Linked DNA regions of Mus musculus: region 2 is linked to region 1. A link is a contact called in public Hi-C data. All regions are on one chromosome and are shown on one strand. Each heading gives the region's core, a stretch centred on a gene start, on an enhancer-like site or on the middle of the called end of the contact. The rest is flanking DNA. Distances are from core to core; before and after follow the strand shown.

Evidence for each region. Hi-C and Micro-C count contacts between places; a contact is called where the count stands out from the background.
Region 2: a Hi-C map of B cells shows a contact between it and region 1, with 6 read pairs. The contact joins the promoter of Zfp362 here to the promoter of Mrps15 in region 1. A contact is called at or near these places in 2 of 484 Hi-C or Micro-C datasets (B cells and CD4 T cells).

The regions. Positions count from the first base shown.
Region 1 is chr4:126,044,843-126,050,975 of GRCm38.p6, reverse strand. It overlaps Mrps15 (mitochondrial ribosomal protein S15), which reads right to left and starts at 4,048. Exons shown (of 8, transcript NM_025544.2): 1 at 3,777-4,048; 2 at 3,498-3,542; 3 at 2,263-2,341; 4 at 448-496. The coding sequence starts at 3,906. Csf3r (colony stimulating factor 3 receptor (granulocyte)) reads right to left here. Exons shown (of 17, transcript NM_007782.3): 17 at 6,001-6,133.
Region 2 is chr4:128,803,269-128,809,812 of GRCm38.p6, reverse strand. It overlaps Zfp362 (zinc finger protein 362), which reads left to right and starts at 3,701. Exons shown (of 9, transcript NM_001081098.1): 1 at 3,701-3,801.

The DNA.
Region 1 (6,133 bases), core at 2,799-5,298:
TGAACTTTCAAAAGCCCAAGCCAGTCCTAGTGTCTCTCTGCCTATGGGTCATGGTGTAGTTCTCAGCTACTGCTCCAGTGTCTGCCTGCATGCTGCCATGCCTGCACCATGCCATAGACCTGCACTGGACTAAACCTCTGAAATTGGAAATAAGCCTCCAAAGTAAATGCTTTCTTTCCTAAGAGTTTCCTTGGTTTGCCTCTTCACAGCAAAACAAAACCAAAAAAAACCTAAGACACCATCTTTACCGTGCACCAACCGTTTATCAGATGTCAGAGGCACAAGGGAGGAACACAACTCTCTTCGTGGTGCTTGGTTTGGATAGAGAATGGCTGTGGGATAAATGCTGTGACTGGGGAAGCCTGGGATGGAGGGATGGAGAGATGGAGGGATATAGGGATGGAGTTCCCAGGGAGAAGACTTAGGGTGGTACGGGTTCTCACTCACCCTGCTGGCCATTTCCAAAGACAAGATTCTTTTCACAACATCATCAACCCTGCAAAAAACCAGAGTAATGAGACGAGTATGGGAAGGGGGAGCCATGGTTTTTTCTATGAGAGTTTGTGTGTTTGTATGTGTGTTAGATTATATTCATGGGCACGAAGGTGCCTGTGAAGGCCAGAAGAGGGTTACGACCCTTTGGAGCTCTGGGTTATAGGTGATTTTTGAGCTGTCTGGTATGGGAACAAAACTGTGTTCTCCAGATGAGCAGCAACACTCGTAACTACTGAGCCATCTAGCCTGTCTATGCTGTTTCACAGCAGTTTCAAAGGGAAAAATGGCAGACTGAGACTTATCTTAAGGGGGGTGCTGCGGCTGCTGGAGAGAGGCTCAGAAGTTAAGAGCACTGTTCTTGCAGAGGACCCAAGTTTCCAGCCCCCACAAGTGGCTTATAACCATCCAGAACTCCAGTTCCTGGGTACCCAATGACCTCCCCAGACCACTATAAGCACCAGGCCTTTACGTTGTGCACAGACATATACGTGAGCCAAACATACACATAAATAGATCTAAAAAGAAATTGAAACAAAAGCCAGAAAATGAAGAAGGATGGTGGTCAGATATATAAAGGTGCTTTCTGTGTGAGTCTGACCATGGGAACCATAAAGCTGTAAAGGAGAACTGACATTACACATGTGGGCTTCTTAGGCACCCGCCTCCCCCAGTCATGCACACATGCATTGTAATAAATACAAATTAAAGAAAAGGTAGGGACTGCAAAAATAGTTCAGTGGTTCAGCACACTTGTTCTTGCAGAGGGCCAGAGTTTGGCTCCCAGCACCCATAGCAGTTGGCCTATATCCTGTGATTCCAGTGCCAGGGACTCCAATGCCTTATTCTGACCCCTGTGGGCACTCACACATATGGGCACATATACACACGCTGATACACACATGAACATAAGTAAAAATAAATTGTAAAGAACATTTGAGGTGCAAGAACAAATGACAGTGACTTCTACAAGAAATGCAGCTCTGGTCTGTTGGGTTGAAGACAGCCAGACAACTGGGGTTGTTGGCTCGAATGTCCTGGTTTCGTCTCAGGGAAGGCAAAGGAAGGATTTCCACCTCAGATAGACACAGCCAGATTGCACAGTAAGGAAGGATGGAGCCAGTCCACTGTAGAGGGGCTAAGCAGAGGGACTCTGGTTTTGGTGTCTGTCAGTTCTGGATTCTAGTCCTAGCTCTGTCTTTTAGTTGTATAACACAAAGCATTTATACAAACAGGACACAATTTCTTCTCTTACAAAGCTTTTGTGAAGTCAAGAGAAGAGAGATTTCTTTTTTTTTTAATTTTATTTATTTTATGTATATAAGTACACTGTCACTGTCTTCAGACACTCCAGAAGAGGGCATCGGATCCCATTACAGATGTTTGTGAGCCACCATGTGGTTGCTGGGAATTGAACTCGGGACCTCTGGAAGAGCAGTCAGTGCTCTTAACTGCTGAGCCATCTCTCCAGCCTGAGAAGAGAGATTTCTACCAAGACCAGCAGAGCATGTTAGTTCTTTGGCCTCTGTTAGTGTGAGGTCTTCACTCAGAGTACCAGAAACAAAAGGCGAGCTGAGCTCTGTGAGCAGCGGGTGCCCAGCTGGCCACCTGAGCCCATCAGACCTGCGGCCCTCATCAGTGCTCACATCCAGGGCTCCACAGAATCCAGTTTCAAGTACAACAGGCCAAGTCTTTAGGTCACCCCTTTTCTACTCCCTGTCTATCCTCCCAGGAACGCCTGTACCCACAAGCACGTTGCTTTCCACTTACTTCTCTATGTTGGGGATGATGTCCTTGTATTCTTTGATGAACGCAGAGGAGGGTGGTTCATCGTCCTGCTTGGGTTGGACTGTCAAATACAGGATAGAAAATACTCAGCGTGAACTCCCATCCTCCCAGGCTCCATCCCTCTCACTCACTCCCCGAATCTGTGGCAAGTACCTAAGGGTTTAAGGGTCTCAAACTAGGTTAGCTCAGTTTCTCTTTTGCAAGCCTTGTGGGCACCTGCATGTTGCATGCTGCAAACAAGGGGCCTTTCTCAAGACATCCACTGTGCCTGCAACACAAACCGACTTGGCTCTACAGTTATCAGATTCCTCACTGGGATCGGTTCTCCCGTGGACAGGAGTGAGTTTGGCTTCTCTTTAACTCCTCGATTCCCCAGCCTAGTCCATAGTCTAGTCTAGAAGTAGCACTTTAACAAAGCTTGCTGGTTGACCACATGAATGAAGTACAGGGTGAGAGGAAGTGCTGCTAGCTTTAAGGGAATGTCAATAGCCAGTTCGCATCACTAAAAGCTCGGCTTCTGTGTGTGCATTCCTACTATGTCACTGGAAGTGAGGTTGAAGCCTGTAGTCCAACCCAGTCCAGCGCAACCAAGATAATCTATCCTCTCAAGCCAGACTCTGTCCTGCCACTATGCAAAGGACACTAGAAGCAATAAAGACTATGATATCACAGTTTATTGTGCACGGGGTTAAGGGTGCTTTTCATACCGCTGCCATGATTGAATCCTATTAACTGTGTTCCAATGGATCCTTTGACACTCATTTCAGCGCTGGTTCACAAAAAAAGCAAACTTGCCTCAAATAGTATGTGTTTGTTAGAGGGCCCTAAGGCATGCTAACTTAGGATGGGAAACTTCATCCTTCCTCTCAGAATAGCAGATAAAAAGTGTTACATTCCTAGAATTGTAACTCTTGCTAGTGTTGCCAGCCACACACTCATTGGGTCCAGCCAAGCTGGACTGGGTTGGACCTCGGGCTTCGACCTCACTCTCATCTGACACAGTAGGGATGCACACAACGAGGCGGAGCTTTTGGTGATCTGTATTGTCAAATGAGTGAGTGCTTTCACGCGAAAGCTCTTACTTCTACCTTCTCGTGCACCCCTAAACAATGAATGTGGGGGGGTCTTGGCCTGTCCCTTTGCGCGCCACCTCTGTTCCCTTGTCCACCCCAAGCCTTCCAGGCGGCCTCAAGTCTCAACAACCCAAGTCCTCGTACCTGGTTTCTGGACGGCGGCGTATGCTCGCGCGGCGCGCAGTAGACCTACGCAGAATAGAAAGGGCTGAGACTCTGCCATACACAGCCCCTCATGTCCCTTCTCCCACGAACTGTAGGCACCTGCACCTAACTACCGCCTCACTTCCCTATCTCCCTCCTCATCACCCCTTCCCTAGCCATCACCCTCTTTCTCATCCTGTCACTGCCTTTCTCGGGTCTCCGGGTGCCTGGTCTCCTCCATCTTCGCCCAGTCCCTTGGGACCCAGCTCGGCGGCTCACTCGGAGGCTGCAGGCCACAGCGCGCAGAGAGCAGACTGGCGCTACTTCCGCCCCTCAGCGCAGGGACTGGGGCCCGTGTCACCGCCTGGGCACGAACAGAGCTCAGCGCACGCCACGCGGCCCGCAGCATGTTGACTCCCGACTCGACGGGGGGCCCGCACCGCCACTGCCCGCTCCGCGGTGGATCCAGGTTACATGGGCGCAGCCATGACGGTTCGGGCTCGACCAATCGAGGTGAGAGCGCGACAAGAGCTGCCGAGGGCTGAGCGAATGGATCGGTTCCGGATTGTCAGGGAGCTGGGGCGGAGCCCAGGAATTTGGCCTGGTGGGCGGGCCTGTTTCTACGCTTACAGGCCCGGAGCACTGTGTGAACGCTATAATGTCACCTATTGACCTTGCATCCGGCCTAATCACTTTCTAAATTCCTTATGTTCCTGACCTGGTCCTCAGTTCTCAACCTGTTGGTCAAGACACATGGGGGGTGAAGGTTGTTGAGCGACCTATTCATAGGGGTCACACATCAGATATCTTGCATATCAGATATTTATATCACAATTCATAATAGTAGCAAAATTGCAGTTATGAACTAGCAACGGAAATAATTTTATTAGAGGTCTTCACAACATGAAGAACTGTATTAAAGTATCTCTGCATTAGGAAGGTTGAGAACCATTGCCTGGGGCTGGAGAAATGGCTCAGCGGTTAAGAGCACTGACTGCTCTTCCTAAGGTCCTGAGTTCAAATCCCAGCAACCACATGGTGGCTCATAACCACCTGTAATGGGATCTGATGCCCTGTTCTGGAGTGTCTGAAGACAGCTACAGTGTACTTACATATAACAATAAATAAATCTAAAAAAAAAAAAAGACTCACAACCATCTGTTCAGCTACAGTGTACTCATATACATAAAATAAAATAAATCTTTAATTAAAAAAAAAAAAGAGAACCATTGTCTTAGGTCCTAGTTATTTTAGGGCTTCTGTGGGACTCTCCTTACCTTCTCCAGAGGCTAATATTCTTTCTTGGCCCTCCTCCAGACACCGGGGCCCTGTAAGAACCCTCAGGTTCTAGCCTTCTTTCGTTGGCTTGTATCTCAGTGACTAAGGATAGAGTTTTTGGTAGGGTACTGAGCCATTACTATGAGACCCTGTGGGCAAAGTCTACCTTTATGGGCTGCAGTGTTCTCAAAACATCAAATGAGATTGGTAGCAATGTCTTTTACATTGTTCAGCCTATAGACCGAAGCAGCTGTATACAAAACACATGTTTAAATAGTCAGTATTCGGTACTCAGCTGTGGTAAAACTGAAATGAGGGATGCAAGGGCAAATATAAAGGAAAAGTAGTGGGGAGGGTAAAGAGAGGGGCAAGGAAAGAACACACCATCCCAAGCCTGAGATCAGGGCCGGGGAAAGTAGACCCAAGACAGGCAAGGCTTTTGTGGAAAGGTCTCCATTAGCACAGGGAATAATCCTGACAAATGTGGTTACATGAAACTCAAATGACATTAGGCAACTGAAGATGTGGTTTGGTTAGCAGAGTCCCTGCCTAGAATGCACAGTCCTGGGTTGGATTCCCAGTGGTACGTAAAAACTGGGTGTAGTGGCATATGCCTGTGACCCCAGGACTTTGGAATGGAAGGCAAGAGGATTAAAAGTTGTTCGAGGTCATCCTTGGTTGCATAGCTGGTTTGAGCCCAGACTGGGCTACATAAGACCCTGTCTCAAAAAGGGGAGGGGCAGGGGAGATGGTTCAGTTGGTAGAGTGCCCACTGTGTAAGCATAAACATCCAAGTTCAGATCCCAGCAGCTGCGTGTACAGTACAGGGGCTCGGGGAAGTTGAGTAGGTGATCCCTGGAGCTCATTGGCTCCTTGGATAGCTGAATCCAGGAGCTCCAGGTTAGCCAGGTGGTGGTGGCGCACGCCTTTAGTCCCAGTACTCGGGAAGCAGAGGCAGGCAGATTTCTGAGTTCGAGGCCAGCCTGGTCTACAAAGTGAGTTCCAGGATAGCCCTCTTCCAGCCTCCGTGATAACAGACATACAGGTGAGGCACAGATATGCACGCAAGCAAAACACTCAGACATGTAAAATAAAATAAAATCTGACCGATGAAGGAAGGAAGGAAGGAAGGAAGGAAGGAAGGAAGGAAGGGAGGAGATAAATGATTCTGAGAAATACCTTCTTGACTGTTGGGCCCTGAAAGTGAAAGCCACTTCCTGGTGGTGGTGCACACCTTTATTCCCAGCATTTAAGGCAGAGGCAGGTGGATCTTGAGGCCAGCCTGATCTATAGAGTAAGTTCCAGGATAGGTTGGGCTGTTACACAGAGAAACCCTGTCTTGAAAAACAAATAAACTG
Region 2 (6,544 bases), core at 2,452-4,951, 2.8 Mb before region 1:
AGGTATTTTGTTTCAGCACTAGTGGAGTGTGCCTGATATCTTTTTCCTTGTGAGAAAGAGTACCACCGAGGAAATGTGCCATTAAAATAAAATCATGTGGGACTGGAGCGATGGTTCAGCGGTTAAGAGCACTGACTGTTCTTTCAAAGGATCAACTCCCAGAACCTCCATAGCAGCTCAGAACTGTCTGTAACTCCAGTTCCAGGGGATCTGATGCACTCACACAAATACTAAACCAGACAAAGCACCAATGCACAGCAAATAAAAAACAATAAAAATAAAGAAAAATACCGTGAGAGAGAGAGAGAGAAAGAGACAGAGAGAGAGAGAGAGAGAGAGAGAGAGAGAGAGACTATGCACATTTGCAGGGTTTTACTGCTGTGAACAGACACCATGACCAAAGCAAGTCTTATAAAGGACATTTAATTGGGGCTGGCGTATAGATTTAGAAGCTCAGTCCATGATCATCAAGGTGGAAGCATGGCAGCATCCAGGCAGACATGGTGCAGGCAGAGCTGAGGGCTCTACATCTTCACCTGAAGGCTGCTAGTGGAAGACTGACTTCCAGGCAGCTAGGATGAGGGTCTTAAGCCCACACCCACAGTGACACACCTACTCTAACAAGGCCACACTTCCTAATAGTGCCACTCCCTGACCCAAGCATGTACAAACCATCACATTCCACTCCCTGGCCCCATAGGCTTGTTCAAACACATGAGTCTATGGGGGCCATACCTAAACATTGCATAATGCAAAATACATTTAGTCCACTTTCCAAAGTCCCCATAGTCTATAGCAGTTTCAACAATGTTAAAAGTCCAAAGTTCAAAGTCTCTTCTGAGATCCATCCAATCACTTAACTGTAATCCCCAAAGCAAGACAGGAAACCAGCTGGGCAAACTCCAAATTCTGCACGCCCATGGCTGAGGTCAAAATGGTCTTCAGCTCTCCAACTCCTTTTTCATCTTTGTTGACTGCAACAAACTTCTTTTCCTGGGCTGGCTACACTCTCTGTTAGCAGCATTCCTCATCAGATATCCTATGACTCTGGCATCTCAGATAGCTTGGGTTCTCCAAGGCAACTTCAGCTTCACAGCTTCTTGTTTCAATGTCTGGGATCCACACATGATCTTCTGGGCTCCACCAAAGAGCTAGGGTCATTTTTCCAGCTCTGCACTCTGTAGCACTCTAAGCTCAGGTTGATCCATTCCACTGCCTTTGCTGTTCTTGGTGATCATACCACGGTACTGGCATCTCCAATACACTGGGGTCTTCTGCTGCAGCTAGGCTTCATCAATACCCTCTCATAGGCTTTCTTCATGGTGCCAAGTCTCAAATCCTTTACATGAGCCCTTCAGTCCTGGGCCATCAATTGCAACTGAGGTTGCACCTTCACCAGAGTTTCTCTGGCTTCTGCCCTGCCCAGGCATCTTTTGAGTCCTAACATGTGCGTTCATGCTCCACCCCCACCCCCACCCCCAGCATGTTGGGCGAGACTGGCCAGTGGTGACCCCTCACTGGACTGGAGGGGCCTCGGGATCCCACCTCGCTGGGGGGCCTTCACCTTCATTGCACCATGGAGGCTTTTGGATGAGACCCTGACTGGCAAGAAGGGAGTGTCTGATCTCCTGGAGGTGGAGTTACAGGCAATGATGGGCTCTTTAACATGGATGCTGGAATCTAAACTGTAGAACCATGAATGCTGACCAAGCCCTCCAGCTCTCCAGCCCCTAAAGGTTTTTTTTTTTTTTTTTGTTAAGAATGTTTATTGTTTTTAATTATGCTAGGGGAGGGGGTCTGTGCATATATGAGAGAAGGTTCTGCAGGAGTCCAGAAGAGGGCATCGGATCCCCCGGAGCTAAAGTTACAGGCTGTTGTGAGCCACAGGACTTGGGTGGTAGAAACCAAACTCAGGTCCTCAGGCCCAGTGCATTCTAACTGCAGAGTCATGCCTCCAGCCCCGGAAGGTTTGCTTTTCATCTCGTCAAATGTGCACACCGTCAGCATGATTCATGGCTGCTGATGTGCCCTTCATTTGTTTTCTTCTTCCTTTTCTGACTGTGCATTTGGAAGGAAGTCACTCTAAAACCCATGCCCCACATCCCACACCTCGATTCTTGATTCTTCTACACGGGTGATTTCTCGCTTCATTCCCATTGCTGGCCAGTGTTTTTCCTCACAGAACCTTCTCAACTCTGGGCTAGTCTTTTTGTTTTCAGAACAAAGGTGTTCCTCTCTTCTCCAGGCTCATCCCAGAGCCATGTTCTGAAAACAGCCCCTATCTCTCTAGGAGAGTAGCCTTCTCTGTGTTGTCAATACCATATCATTCCAGTTAATTTTTGCCGCTTGCTTATTGTGCCTCTGCCCTATGCCCGGAATTGTGTGCTTGATGCTTTGAGAAGGAACCAACGACCTCCGTGGGTCCCACCCTCCAGCTTCCCCAATGTGTGACATCCTGTGCTAAACTGGAATCCTCACGAGGACAGCGACTTTGTCCACACTTTTTAGAACTGTGTTCCCAGCCAACTAGCGCACGTGCCTATGAACTTATACTTCCCAGAAAGCAGGATGGTTTTTTGTGTCCTTCCTTCTCTGGGATGCTTAGGACGGCAGAGGCAGCCCTGATCCTCTAGGCCTGCAGGTGGACAGCAGAGTGTGCCACAGAAATCTAAGCGGGTTCGGAATCGGGAATGCCTGCCTCCTCAGGTAGAAGTGAAGTTTAGAAGTTGACACAGCCCGCGAGGCCGAATCAAGAGGACTTGGTGACTGATTGGCTGGGGAGGGTGAGGCGGGAGGAGGAGTCGCGCAGATGGCTCTGAGGTCTGGAGCTGGGGGGACAGGCGGTGCCACCTCTGATAGACTTTCTAGAAGTGCTGTCAGCTCCTGGTCGCCCCACCGCTGAGACTCAGGCCTAGGGTTGGGAAGCGGTGTCCTGGCTTGTGCAAACTTCTGCACCCCACCCCGCCCCCACGTCCTTTCTTCAGAAATAAATAACCAAAATCTTAGCAGGGATCTTGAGCCTGGCCGTTTGTCACCGGGTGTGTGTGTGGGGGGGGGGGGGAGCACCGTGGGGGTCTGCACCAGCTTGCGATTTCCCAAGGAGGGACACCCCCACCCCTCCCGAGAGCAGCGTGACCAGCCAGTCCCGGGTCCCCAGGCCACCGCCACCCGGGAGCGGAGTCTGGGCGGGACAATGGCCGCGGCCGCCCGGGCCCCGGGAGCCCCCGTGCTGGGGAAGGGGCTGTCCTAGGGCCGGGCGCCGGTGCCCTCCCCGCGCGGCTCGGGCGGGCGGAGGGGGGCGCGGAGTTCCTTTGTGGCTCAGCCTCCGGCGCGGCGCGGCGCGGGCAGGGGGCGCCGCGCAACTTTCCTTGGCGGCGGCGGCGGCGAGCGCGAGACGAGGCCCCGGGGCCGAGCGGGGGCCCCCAGCGCGCGGCCCGTCCCCGCCCCGCCGGCCCCCTCCCCTCGCCGTCGCCAGCGCCGGGCGCTGCCCACTCGCCGGAGCCCCGGGGCCGGGCGGGCTGCGCAGCCGAGAGGCGGGGGGCCGGACGCGGCTCGCTCGCGGGGCCCAGCGCGCCGGGGCCGCGCGGCTGCACAGCCGGCCTCCGCCGCCGCGGCGCCTGCAGAACCCAGAAGTGAACAGCAGGCGACCCGGAAGGTTTGCGCGCCGCTCCGCACCGAGCCCCAGCCGCGCGCCGCCGCCACCGCCGCCACCGCCGAAGCCGGGAGCCCCCAGCCCGGCCCTACTCGGGCCGCCGGGCTCGGGGCTGCGGCCGCGTCCCGGAGCGCCGCCAGCACTGCCAGGTCCGTGCGGGCCCGGGGCGCGCGGGGGAGCGGGCCCGCCCGCGGGAAAGTTGCGCCGAGTTGCGGGGCGGGGGCCGGGCGGGCGCGAGCGCTGTCAGCGCGGGGCGGCCGCGCTGCGTGGGCCCGGGGGTCGCCGGTGCCTCGGGCCGGGCCCCGGGGCGGCCGTGGCTGCGGCGGCTGCGCGCGCGGGGTAGGCAGCGTCTCCCGCGGCGTGTCTGGGGTTCGTCTCCGAGTGTGTGCGTGTGTGTTTTCCTAAGCCGGGCTATTCAAACCTGCTGCAATTCTCCGGTAAACAATGATTCATGGGGCTTAATGCAAATAAACGGATTGCAAACGGCGCGGTTCGCGCACTTTGCAGCCGGCCCGGTGGAGCGGCCAGTGCCGGATTTCTCCGTTTTTTTGCAGATCTGCAGAATATGGCGTCCCTGTCCTGTTTTAAAAATAAGCCAGGCTGCCATTTTTGTTTTTCTTTTGTCTGAAGATTTTAATAAAACTGTCTGAGAATGTGGGAGAGGCGGCTGGAAGCAGAGGGGGCACCCGAAGGGTTGGCTTTTTTCCTTTTCTTTGGAGAGAGCCGGGAGCCTTTCGGGGAGGTGAGACACAATACAATTACACTTTAAAGGAAAAAATAAGGGGGAGAGAAGCTGCCGGGTGATTTGGGGGGAGGGGGCTGGGAATTTAAAGTTAACTCTGAAAGTTTTCTTTTCTTTCTTGCTTTTTTTTTTTTTTAAGATTTTTTTTTTCTTCCCCTGAGGGCCCTGAGATGCCGCGAAAGGATATGGGGGCCCATTTCTCTGTTTCTTCCCACCTAGCTAGTCGCCTTTGCAGGGTTTTTGGGAAAAGTTAACTGCCGGTTTCCCCAGAACTGCGTGGGTGGGGATGTCGTGTGTGTGTGTGTGTGTGTGTGTGTGTGTGTGTGTGTGTGTGTAGGGCTGAGGTGAGAGGTTTTGGGAGGAGTCGTTTGGACGAGGCTCTGTATCAAAGTGGTATTGTAAGGAACTATATTGTAGCCCCAGATTTGGGGGAGTTGGCTGGCTCTAGGGGCATAAAGTGGGCCCAGGGTTTGGAGCTAAGATCCCTGTCATGAGGACATGACCCTTCTTGCCACCCTGTCCTCCAGCAGTGTGGATCCTTTAGGAGCTGTGTGTGTGTTGGAGATGGAGGGAGGCTTGCCCCTTCATGGGTGGCCAGAGCCCCCTTGGTGGACAGGAAGTTTTGGTAGCCCCCTCTTGGGGCAAGTCTGGTTGATTGCAGTGGAAGAACCCCCTTCAGGTATGGGTGGTCTTCTTAGCCTCCAGAGATGGCCTCTGTTGATGAATGTCCTTAGTGGTGGGTTTTTAGCTGGGTACAGGCCTGCAGCTCCTGTGGGTCCCGATATACATAGGAGTAGCTGACTGCCTGGCCCTTGTGTTCTGGGCCTGTCCTCTGCTTGTGTTAACTCCTTTCTGCCACCCGGCCTGCCACTTTGAAGTCTCCTGATTGGACATCAGTTGAGTTTCTGAAGTGGCTGACTGGACTGGCTGGTGACTGTACAGGCAGCAGAGTGGTATGAGGCCAGGCCCATAAAATCTGAATGTGGTCTTTTCCCCTTTTGGGGGAGACTCTGTCCTAGGAGGATGCTCTGAGCCTTTGTGCTTATCTAGGGCCCTCCCCCCATTTCCTGGAGGGAAAAGTCTCCTTTCAGAGCGGTGTCCTGGCTTCACCAGGCCAATGTGAGCTCCCCAAGGGCAGCCAGTGGGAACAAGGCCTGAGAGCGTTGAGCTGCAGAGCTAGGCATGCCTGGGTCACCCGGTTCTGAACCAACAAGGTTTTAGATGGAGAAACTGAGGCCCAAGAGTCACTACTCTGCCCAGTAGAGGAGAGCTGAGACTGGAACCCACGTTTGGGTTCTCTGTTTTGGAGCGCTCTCACCCCCAGCATGGTTTGCTTCAGACAAAACTGAACAGGAATAGACAGTGTGGCCCCCTTCCTTTCCCCCTGGACCCCATTATCATCACATTTCAGGAAATCAAATGTCACAGTGTGTACCATGTCCTATGTGGCTACAGCCATGTCAGGCGCTCCCCAAAACTGAGTTGAGGTCAGATGTTCAGGTGGGGGCAGTTGAACTCATTTTAAAATTAAGAAACTGAGGCTTAGAGAGGCTGGGCAGTGACGGAGGAGGGATGGCCTGCAGACTCCTTGTGTGGGCCTTTCCTAAGTGGGTGGTGCTGTGGGCAGGACCTTTCCCAACTTCTAGTTTTTGGTCTGAAATTCTTCTGCTGACCCCAGTGGCTGTGTAAAAATCCAGAGGCTTACTCCCACCCCAAAGAATGTCAGAGATGAAAAGGCCCCGGAGGTCATCTGGACTCGGAGAGGAAAGCACTGGCTCCAAGTCTGGCCCTAGCTTGTTCTGGAGCCCCGATCTCCTGTCTCCTTTTTTCTGTGAAATGCTCAGAGAGAGAGAGTGAAACACTGGGCTGGGTGTAGGGGAGCTAGCTGGTGCAGGGGCTGGCGGGTAATGGCTACACTAGATAAGTTGGCCCTAGGGGCTAAGGGATAGTCTGCGGTGACCTTGGGAAACAGAGGCCAGCTTGGTCTTAGGTGGGAAGAAACTGCTGTGTGAGCAAGCTGTGGCCTCTGTCTAAAGCAAGCTTAGCCCTGCCCTTCCCTAGGCAGCCATTCCTTGCCTCTTCTCTTGTTGCTCTGTATTCTTACTGTTTGTATAGTCTCTCATTTGTGACTAGGCCATTCATTTGTTCTT